Linked DNA regions of Anser cygnoides: region 1 is linked to region 2. A link is a contact called in public Hi-C data. All regions are on one chromosome and are shown on one strand. The core of a region is the stretch at or near the end of the contact, and the rest is flanking DNA. Distances in the headings are between cores, read along the strand shown.

Region 1 (5,245 bases), core at 1,697-4,196, 360 kb before region 2:
GGTTGAGTTTGGCTCAGACTGGAATTAATTTGCTTTACAATCAGGATTTACATGAAGACTTTTGAATGTTAAGAGTCTTCTTGTGCCTTGCCTGCAGTTCCACTGGTACTGTATCTTGCAAATCAGCTAGGAGAAACCATGAATGGTAAGACAAAGGAGGAGGGTGTATGTGGCTGAGCTCAGACCACGGCAGAAAAATCAGCTTGGAGGGAGTTCGCTGAGCAGAAAGCTTTGGCGAGTCCAGTCCTGATACCTTAGTGGGCCTGAAGTGCTCAGCCTCACCGCACGCTGCGCTAGCATACGCTATTGCAAACAGTGGATGTTGGGGATGTGTCACGTCACGCCTGACAGGGAATAACGTGTCAGGATCTCCCACCGGTGTGAAGACAGCTCCTGCAGCTGTGGGTTGAGTGGCTGAGTAATTGCACTGCAAATGATGGAGTGATCAGTGCTGATGACTCCTCTCTGTACTGGGGGCTTCAGCTTTGCTTTTCACATGTGTATGAAACTGAAAAGAGGTGCTTGCGTGGAAGCTGCCACCCCAGCAGTCTGCTGCTGGTCGCAACCCAGCAGGAAAATCCACTCCACGGGCTGCCAGCAGCACCCAGCCACTGGGACCTGTGGGGGAACTGGGGCAAGGAGAGGTGGGGATTGAAGGGCACTGTGAAGCCCCCATGTGTGCAGGAGCAGGACGTGCTGAAGTGCCAGCTTAGGGACGTGCAGAGGCGTGTGTTTTTATAAAATGTGAAGTATCCAGTGTGATTAATTACTTTGAGGTTACACCCAAAATTCTATTACCACCTCTTTCAGCTGTGACTGCCAGGCCTGAGCCGTTTTTTCTCCATGAGCATGTTACAAACACCAGGTCTGCTTCTCTTAGCGACCTTGCTGGTCTTTGCTCAGCGTGCAGTACTTTAGCACAACAATGTGAACCAGAGGGAGGATGGGGGATGGAGCCACTTGTAAAGCGGCCAGAGATGTGTGGCCTTGAAGATGTTTCGATGCCGGGTGTTCCTGTATGCCTCCAGCATTTCCTCTTCAGGGCCAGGTAGCTGTAAATGCAGGTGCTTGAGCTGCTGGTGGCCAGTGGATGCACCTGAAAGCCAGGGGGCTTTGCTGCTGGGCTTGCATTTGGACCATTGATCCTGTCCCTGGGATTAGAGGTGTGCTTTGATCCTATTTGCATTGAGAAAGATAGCAAAATTAGTGACTGGTACCGAACCCACAGGGAGTCGGTGCTGATCGCTCAGTGTTCGTAAACTCCCTGGGACTCCGGATTCCTTCTGGAGGGTTGGCTGCTCATGCAAACTGCATGTCAGTTACGATCACGCATCTTGTAGTATAGCTAATAGCAGTGTGTTCACTTTGTTGTATGCTTGTATTGCTAAATACAGTGTCTGAAACGGCAGGATGGCCAGCACTGACCTGTTTTTTAGGACGGTTTCTATTTTGGAAGACTTGGAGATAAAAGCTGTCTGTCTCTCAACCTAGCTTCTAAGGGATGCTCTGTTTGCAGGAGATTGTTCCCTGATAAGCTTTGGGTTTGGTTAAAGAATTCAGCCAAATTTAGCTTGATGTAAATTTTATTGCAGATTGGAAAGAAATTCTTAAGAAATACTGGTCAGCAATGCTCTGTCCAGTGCAGTGTTAGAGTGCAACCAGCATTTTTCTTCCTGTGTGTGCAAATCAGCTTCAAGCCTTTGTCCAAGGAGGAATGTAAAAGTATTTGTGGAAGTCGCATAGCTTACTAAGGTAGTTGGCACCAGGGTCTGAACGCTTGCACTTGCCTAGCCTGGGCGCAAGAGCTCCTGCCGCAAAACCCAAGATCATTGACTGCTCTTGCACAATTTCTGCACTTTGATCTGTCCATGTTTTACCTTGTTGTTTTTGCAGGGGAGGGGAGGTTACCGAGCTGCTCTGGGACAGCCCCCAGATGGGGATATGCTGAACCCCAGCAGCCAGCCGAGTGAGCCAGGAGGTAGACTGGGGTGCTCAGTCATGCTGGGAGCACTGGTGGATGCTTGGTCTTGGATTAACTTCTAACCTTTGAGCTTATTAACCCAGAACCAAACCAGCTTCAGTCCTGGGGCAGAGGTCGTTTGTGAACAGTAAGGAGAGAAGGATTTATAGGACATAAGCCTGAAAAAGGCACATTACAAGTTAACGTTGCATTAGTGTTTTCCCTCTGGAAGCTGTGCTTTTTAACAGAAGCACCCATCGCTCTCAGTGGCCTCTCTAGCAGCAGTGGGGCAGATAAAACGAGGTTGCCCAAGGACCAGATCCTCTTTGTCTGAAGTACCACCACTGCTGGCACATCAGCTGCTTCCTCCTCTTTGTCTGTCCTCCCACAGCATCGCCAGGGCAAGTGCCAGAGAGCTGCAGGCGCTCACTTGACTGCAGCCAGCAAAAGGGACGTGGAAAGGCTGAGTTTGGCTTGCCTTTCCATCAGCGAGGTATTTATTTTGGATATCTCTGGCAGTTAATTTTTCACTTAGCTTGTGTATTAGTCTTCTGTCTGTCAGCCTTGGGGCAGAGTGGGGACTGACAGATGGACAGGCGGCGTGATTGTGCCAGCGGAGGTAACCGGGCTGAGATGTGCGCTGCTTTTGAAAAAACAGAACTGTATTTCCTCTTTCACTCTCAAATATCAAATGTCAGCAGAGATGAGTTTGGAAAGGAAAAGGTTAAGTATACAACAGCTTTGTAATTTTTACCAAGAGGGTTTTTTTTAACTGTAAACTTTCAGGGGAAAGTCCTTTACTTTCCTCCACACTTAAAAAATGTCAGCTTCCTCCCAAGCAGAATCTCTGCCCCAAAGCGCCGCTTCCAGCCTCATCGTCTACCAGCCTAATTGTAGCTGCCTGAGCGAGCCCTGCGAGCCCTTCTTCCTTTGCTCTTACCTGGGTGACCTCACGGTGAATTGGGCTGGGTCAAACTGAATTCTGGGCGATGAGGCTTTGGGTTGCTGCCTGTTTTTGTGTCTCCTTCGTACACACCCTCACTCACAGCGTGCTCGTCTCCGTTTCCCAGAGCACGTGGTCTGACCTGAGCTGGGGACCTGGGCACCCAGGCTAGGATTTTAGATGGCTGAGAGGAAGCAGGTATGAATGTCAGGGGAGAGGAAAGGCTAGAGTCTGTTCAGTGAAGGATTTGCATGCCGTGGTGAAGGGGACAGCGACCAGCTCTGAGTGCTCTGGGTCCTTTATCTATAAGGACAACTGTCTTGAACATCTCATTTCACTCCCCCATGCCAAAAAAGCTGTGTCAGTACAGCTGTGTGTATACAAAAATAATTCTTTCAGTGCTGTGTCAGTCACTTCATGCATCTTCCCAGCTCAGGCTGACAGCTATTCCTGGGAAAGTTTGTATTTAGTCTGAGCCTTGCTGAACTGAATGCCTCTGCGGGGTTTGCACGGGGTTAGTTAAATAGCTTTAATTAAAATGGAGTTCCTTTGTGTCTAGACAGGTTGTGAATGCAGGTGGGTTTCATCGTGTCACCAGCCAGTGAAGGATCTTCAACCATAGCTCTACCTGGGATGACGCATCCGCCCCATCTCATTTGAGGCGTGCCGTGCTTTTTACCCAGACGCTGTTGAAAGAGGGCTAATGGGCTTTGTTTCGTTGTTTCATCTGAAGCTGTCATCCTCTTGTTTCCTTTCCAGCAGCCTCAGAACTGCTTTTTCAAGGTGCTTGCCCAGCTGGAATATCCCTAAATATGCATAAAGTCCCAAGTCACGTATTCACAGATTCCCATAAGCAGAGCACACCAGAATGTTTAAGCAGGGGCTATATAAATTATTAAACAAAGGTAACAAGCCAATGAAGTGGTGGTAGGTGATGAAATGAAGGTGAGGAAAGAAGCAAATTAGATCCCTGATGTGTAGCTGCCCTTTCTGCAGCTTCTGAGGCATCCTTGCTGCTAATGAATTTGATTGCTTTGGCTGTGTCAGCTGAAACACCTTCTGCATGCTGGTGTCAGTGGGTGTTGTTGCTGTTGATGGTAACAATGACTTGGAAGAGATTTGGTTGTTTTCAGACCGCAGGTATGAACGTGTGATTATGCATAGTAGTGTCTGCTGATTTTCCAAGCAATGAATTTCAAAAAGGGCAATAAGAGCTTTTACTGCAGAACGGTTGAAAGACGAAAGGCTTTTCCAGCCACATGCTCCCTAGGTGCCCCTTCGCCCCTGGCATCCCTGAGACCGCTCATCTTATCAAGTGAGCTGCAATCAGCTTTCATCCTGTGACACTGGGGGAAGTAACAAGACAGATACTTGCCTGTCTTGAACGTAAAGATCACCATCTGATTCCATTTCTGTTGCTAAGATGCAGGACAGTTTTACCATCAGCTTGGTTCATCTATGTGCACTGTTACTCACCCCATTCACATCAGGCGTGCTTGAGGACAGCGCTATAGGAGGAATTTTATTCACAACCACAGCGTGCTGTGCCTGGCCGTGGCTCTCTGTGTTCAATCTGATATGCGGAGCAGTAAGGCCACTTAAGTTCTTAAAATATTTCTGAACGAGATGGTGCTGATCTTACCCTATATAGCTAATGAGATGGAATATCAGTAAATCCATTAATTAAATTCGCAAGCTCATTTCTAAGGAAAGAAGAGACAGGAGGGAAAGTGCCTGGGACACAGGGCTCGTGCATGGCTCCCCGTGTCGACAGCCTTGTCGGCAGACAGGTATCGGTCAACGTTCACGAATTTTTGCTTTGCTCACCTGAGTGTAGGCTGGGAAATTCTGACATCACCAGCTCGTCTCTCTCCAATTCGCCTGGGATTCTTATCCCTCTCAGCATCCCTGGAGGTTGGTTGCCAATGATGTGTTAACTGCATCTCCTACTTGAGTTCAAAGGAATTGGGTTAATGAGCGTAAAGCAGCAAGCAGAAAGTCAGCCATCAAATTATATTGGCGCTTGTTTGCTACCTACTGAATTTCCCACTTCATCTGTCTTTGATCCTTGTGATGCAGGCAATTAAATACAGCAGTGATAAACATAGAAAAAAATATGGCAACCTTACAAGCTAAATTTATTCCTTTTCTTTTGTGTTATGTGGTCTTCATATAAAGCAAGAAACTGTATGAATGAGAGTAGGGAGGGGAGACAAAATTAGTGGAAAACCTTTTATCTGAGGAAACAAAGTAGATATGGAGAGAAACCCTAATATCCTAAAATCCTCAGGTTCTTCAGCAAGCTTGGAAAAGAGTCAGCAGCACAGCCTGTCAGAGGAGCA
Region 2 (5,441 bases), core at 2,059-4,558:
CGACCCGAAGAAAAGAGACCGCAGCAGGCGGAGAAAGGAGAAGGCAAGGGATTTAAATGATAACACAGGTGTTAACGCAAGCAGGAACAAGGAAGAAAGGTGTTTGGTTCCCACTTGAAAGAGAAACTGCGGTAGCCTCGGTAAGGCAGCACAGAGGCACCCATGGGAAGAGCAGTGCCTGGCACAAAACGCTGCCCAGATGTCCAGGGAACGGCGCCGAGAGCCCCCGAGCGGAGGAAGACGGAGCAAGGGCCTTCGGCACCAAGTTCTGGAGATGCTTCCCACCGAGCAGAACCTCACTGCCATGTTTCCACCAGAGAAACAAAGGGTGCTCCGGCCTCTGTGGTTGCCCGCCTCCCTCTTGCCCCGAGAGGAGAGCATTTCTCTGCTTTGTATCATCGCTTCAATTAACTGGATGCTCAGCCTCTGATGAAACCTGCCTTGGAAACCGTCTCCCCCGGGAAGGGTGGGTCACGCAGCCGGGCACGAGGCCGGTCCCTGCTTTGTGTCGCAGCTCCAGCCCCAGCCATCGTGCCCGAGCTGCCTCCGAGCCAGCCCCGCTCACCCAACGAGCTGGAAGCCCGCTTTCCTCCTCCCCAGCGTGGATCCAGTGGATCTGCACCAGGGCAGAAGGATGTGCAGACAGCGAGCCCCAAGCCCTGCCCTGGCCATCCAGAGCCCCACTCCACGAGGAGTCAGAGCAGCTGAGCCTCCTGGTTCCTCCGAAATCACTTCGTTAGCAGTTGTTTGGATTGCAACAGCCTTTCTGTCCCATGGAAATGGGATTCCTTCCTGTCAACAAGCGCCAGTGAAACCCTTTTAACGTGGCACTTCACTAACTCTGCTTTTTGCCGCTGATCCGAGCCAGCAAAGCAAAAGCACAGGCAAACTTCAAGGCCAGAGCCCCATTTTGCACAACCCTTTCCCCACTGCACGACCCGTGTTAAAGAACTGTGTCACGGAGCCAAGCCTGCTCCGCGCCGCAGCGTCAATCTCATGTCTCGGGAGAAACCTCCCGAGCCTGAAACTTGCACCACAATAAACAGAAGAAACTCCCGTTGAATTTACACAGACCTGCGCGCCGTGATGCGGGCATCTGCCACCGAGCAGCTGATCGCCCGTTCCCTGAGCACGCTCCTGAAAATCCCTCTCCTTTCTGCTCTGGAAGCATCAGCTCCCACTGGTGCCAGAGGGAGTTGTCCTCTTGAATTCCCTCCTTGAGCTGCTGGTGAATAACCACACGCGCAAGGATGTCAGAGGATTAGCATATGTTTAATAATCCACTGATTAAGGAGCCCCTAAGCGCTCACTGGCATAGATGAGGGCTGTTGTGTTTTCTAGTGGCCAAACAATGGACAAAGTTCTTCGTTACACCAGGGCATAACGGAGCAGAAGGGGCCTGAGTCACTCGCTACCCCCCGAGAGGTCCCGCGGGCACGGCAGGGCTGACCGCTCAGCGGGGAGGAGCTGCTTTCCACCGCCTGGAAATTGCAAAACAAAGGCCAGACCGTATTGATTAGACCCGCTCTCCCCTCCCGCTGCAAGGCGACCGCCAGCGAGCAGCCGGCCAGACACAGCCCACGGCCAGACACAGCCCACGCTGCTCACTGCCGCCCCGCGCCGTGTGGACTGAGCGAAGGCTGCAGCACGGTGCCGTATGCTTGGTCCCACCCTACCCCATCCACACGCTCCCGGCACCTGCTCCAAGCACGGCGTTTTGGCCGGCGCGGGGGGAAAACAAGCATATGTTCTCCTGTTTACCCGCAGCGGAGCAGCGAGCGATGCCCGGCCGGATTTTGCACCCTGCTGCAGGGCAAACCCTCAGGATCCCGCCCGGCCCTCGAGCCTTTGAGTCGAGTTACAGCCGATGCACGCCCGGATCGGTCTTGGCTGCGCCGTCTCAGTTTTCACTTCTGGGCTTTTCGGCTTCCCGGGTCGTTTCCTCGTTTTCTATTAGCCAGGTTTACAAGTTGGAAATTCCCTCGGCTTCATCGATCTCTTAAGTTTTAATTCGCGCAAACAACGCGGCAGCACTGGGGGAGGCGATCGGCGGTGGTTGGGAACACGTTGCACAACTGGGCGCCTCCATTTCCAGCCCGTCTGCAAGACGGTGCTTTGCTCCAGAACCAAAATAATCGCCCCGCGTGCACGAGCGACCCAACAGGCGAGCTGCACGCACAGGGGGAGGCCGCAAGCGAGCGTCAGACAAAATCCCTCTCTTACAAAACACTTGCAGGCAGAAGAAAGAGCAGTTTTTGTGGCTTCTCCGGGACTGCTGATCGGATTTCCTTTCCCGGCCCTTGCCTGTCCCCATTCTTCCCCCTAATATCTGCAAGCACCTGCATCGCCGTCTCTCCAGCTTCTTCCTGAAGACACGCGGCTGAAGTTTTAAACGGTTGCCTCTAAGTTTGCAAAGGATGCGGGCGAATGGGTTTCGGGGCATGAGACGTGCAACGGCGGCCGGGCTGCGAAGGCAGAGCCGCGCGCAAAGCGTCCTGCAGCGGCTCGCGCCTCCCCGCTGGGTTTTCTCCCATCGCCAGCGGCCCCCCGAGGGTGCCCGACGGGGACCCCCCCCCCCCCCCGGCCCCAAACGCTGCTGTAGGGCCGATCGCTTTGCCTCCTGCAACTTTTACGGGAATTTCCAAGCGCTCACGGCGGAGGCACGAGCAGGCGCTTCGGAGGACGCGGGCCTGGCAAACCTGCAGCCCCCCCGAGGCGCCTCGGGCTTTTTTTGGGGCCCGGGGGTGCCACCTGCCCTGAGCCGAGCCCGCGGGGGCTCCGCTGGGGGGGCTCGGGCTGCGTCCGCCCCACGGGAAGGGCCCCAACGGCCGGGCTGGGTGCCGGGGGGGGGCCTACGGGGTTCGAAGCTCCAGGACTGCCCCCCCCGGCCCAGCGACGGCTCATGAGGCCTCCAAGACCCCATAACACCCCCCCGGCCCCAACGCCCTCAGGGCCCCCCCGGAGACCCCTCACTTAGGGCCCCCCGAGACCCCTCCGGGCCCCCCCGAGCCCTCCCGTCCCGACCCCAGCCCCCCTCAGGACCCCCCCGCCCCGGCCTTAGCCCCCCTCAGGACCCCTCCCGGCCCGAGCACCCCTCAGCCCCCTCCCCCCCCGGTCCCCCGGCCCCCCCACCTGGTACTGCGCGGCCGCGGGCCCCATGGGCCGGTAGCCCGGAGCCGCAGCGGTTGCCGGAGCCGGGCTGGGGCCTCTCATGATGCCGGGCCCGGGCCCGGGGGGCGGCGGGGCGGCGGGGGCGGCGGGCGGCAGGGGGCTGAGCGGGAAGGCGCCGCGGGCGGCCATGGCGGGGCCGGGCGGGCGGGGGGGGGGCGGGGGGGGGCGGCCCCGCCCGCGCTGCGATCGGAAGCGGCGGCGGCGGCCGGGGCTGGAGGCAGCGCGCGGCACCCGCAGGCCCCGCCCCCCGCGCAGGCCGCGCCCCCTCGCCCGTAGCCCCGCCCCCGAGGGCAGCCCCGCCCCGCTCGTGGCCACGCCCCCGAGGGCAGAGCTCCGGCCCGGCAGGGCGGGCAGGCGTGGGGGGGTGAGGGGGTGTGTGAGTGTGTGAGTGTGAGTGTGTACATGTGTGTGAGCGTGTTTGCGTGTGTGTACATGTGTGTGTGTGTGTGTACATGTGTGTGTGTGTGTGTGTACATGTGTGTGAGCGTGTTTGCGTGTGTGTACATGTGTGTGCATGCATGCATGTGTGTGCGTGTGTGTACATGTGTGTGCGTGTGTGTACATGTGTGTGTGTACATGTGTGTGTGTGTGTACATGTGTGTGTGTGTACATGTGTGTGTGTACGTGTGTGTGTACATGTGTGTGTGTGTCTGTGTACGTGTGTGTGTGTGTACATGTGTGTGTACATGTGTGTGTGTGTACATGTGTGTGAGCGTGTTTGCGTGTGTGTACATGTGTGTGTGTACATGTGTGTGCGTGTGTGTACATGTGTGTGCGTGTGTGTACATGTGTGTGTGTACATGTGTGTGTGTGTACATGTGTGTGTGTGTGTACATGTGTGTGTGTACGTGTGTGTGTACATGTGTGTGTGTGTCTGTGTACGTGTGTGTGTGTGTACATGTGTGTGTACATGTGTGTGTGTGTACATGTGTGTGAGCGTGTTTGCGTGTGTGTACATGTGTGTGTGTACATGTGTGTGTGTGTACATGTGTGTGAGCCTGTTTGCGTGTGTGTACATGTGTGTGTGTGTACATGTGTGTGTGTGTGTACATGTGTGTGAGCGTGTTTGCGTGTGTGTACATGTGTGTGTACATGTGTGTGTGTACATGTGTGTGTGTGTACATGTGTGTGTACGTGTGTGTGTACGTGTGTGTGTACATGTGTGTGTACATGTGTGTGTACATGTGTGTGTACATGTGTGTGTGTACATGTGTGTGTGTACATGTGTGTGCATGCATGCATGTGTGTGTCCATACATGTGTGTGCATGGGTGTGCGTGTGCGTGTGTGTCAGTGTGTGCATCGTGTATATGTGCGTGTGTACATGTGTGTGTGCAAGTGTACATGTTTGTGTGCATGTGCGTACATGCGTGTACGATGTACGTGTGTGTACATGTGTGTGTATGTGTGTACATGTGTGTAAATGTGTGTGAGTGTGTTTGCGTGTGTGTACATGTGTGTACGTGTGTGTGTGCATGCGTGTGTGTGGGGGGTGTGCACGTGAGTGTACGTGTGTATGCAAGTGTACATGTATGTGTGCATGTGTGCATGTGTGTGCGTGTACATGTGTATGTGTGTACATGTGTGTGTACATGTGCGTGTGCATGCATGTGCATGGGTGTGCGTGTGTGTGTGTTTGAGTGTGTGTGTGTGCAGGTATACATGTATGTGTGCATGTGTGCATATGTGCGTGCGATGTACGTGTGTACAATGCACATGTGTACATGTGTGTGTACACGTGTGTGAGCATGTTTGTATGTGTGTACATGTGTGTGTACGTGTGTGTGAGTGTGTTCATTGCTGTCCACCAGTGCATGCATGTGCATGTATGTGTGCACATGTGTGCATGCCTACGCATGTGTTTGTGTGTGTGGGGGTGCATTCAGACGTGGGGGTGAGGGCACGTGCGTGTGTGTCAGTGTGCAGGTGTGTGCACGGGCGTGCGTGTGCGCAGCCCGGGCGTGACAAAGGCTTTGTGCGGCGCTGGGCACTGAGCGACCCCGGGCACAGCCACGCGGGTGAGGGCCGCGCAGCGCAAGGCCTGCGGCACCGGGGCCTGCGGTGCCCTCCTGGCCCTCCGGCCGCATCCCTTTTGGCCCACACGTGGTGTGGCGGGGAGGGCAGCGGCCAGGCCAACCCCCAGATGGGATGCGAAAGGCTTTTTATCTTCTAGCACCGGATTGGGAGTAATAAAGTGGATGTTTAACAGACCTTCAGCTGGAACTGCAAGTGAAAATGGGCACCCTGAGGGGGACGGGGCCCTCTGGCAGC

The links. Hi-C and Micro-C count contacts between places; a contact is called where the count stands out from the background.
Region 1: a Hi-C map of liver shows a contact between it and region 2, with 2.4 times the contacts expected there. The contact joins the enhancer-like site here to the promoter of SMARCD2 in region 2. A contact is called at or near these places in 2 of 7 Hi-C or Micro-C datasets (both in liver).

The regions. Positions count from the first base shown.
Region 1 is chr22:3,231,367-3,236,611 of Taihu_goose_T2T_genome, reverse strand. All of the region lies in intron 21 of MYO1D (myosin ID), which reads left to right. Among named protein-coding and RNA genes, the nearest start is that of CDK5R1, 40 kb to the right of the region's middle. Within about 2 kb of position 2,946, at least 1 of the 3 cell types and tissues checked has open chromatin away from gene starts, as enhancers often do. A contact at or near this core is called in liver, where this site is marked.
Region 2 is chr22:2,867,129-2,872,569 of Taihu_goose_T2T_genome, reverse strand. It overlaps SMARCD2 (SWI/SNF related, matrix associated, actin dependent regulator of chromatin, subfamily d, member 2), which reads right to left and starts at 3,308. Exons shown (of 13, transcript XM_066981450.1): 1 at 3,133-3,308. The coding sequence starts at 3,300.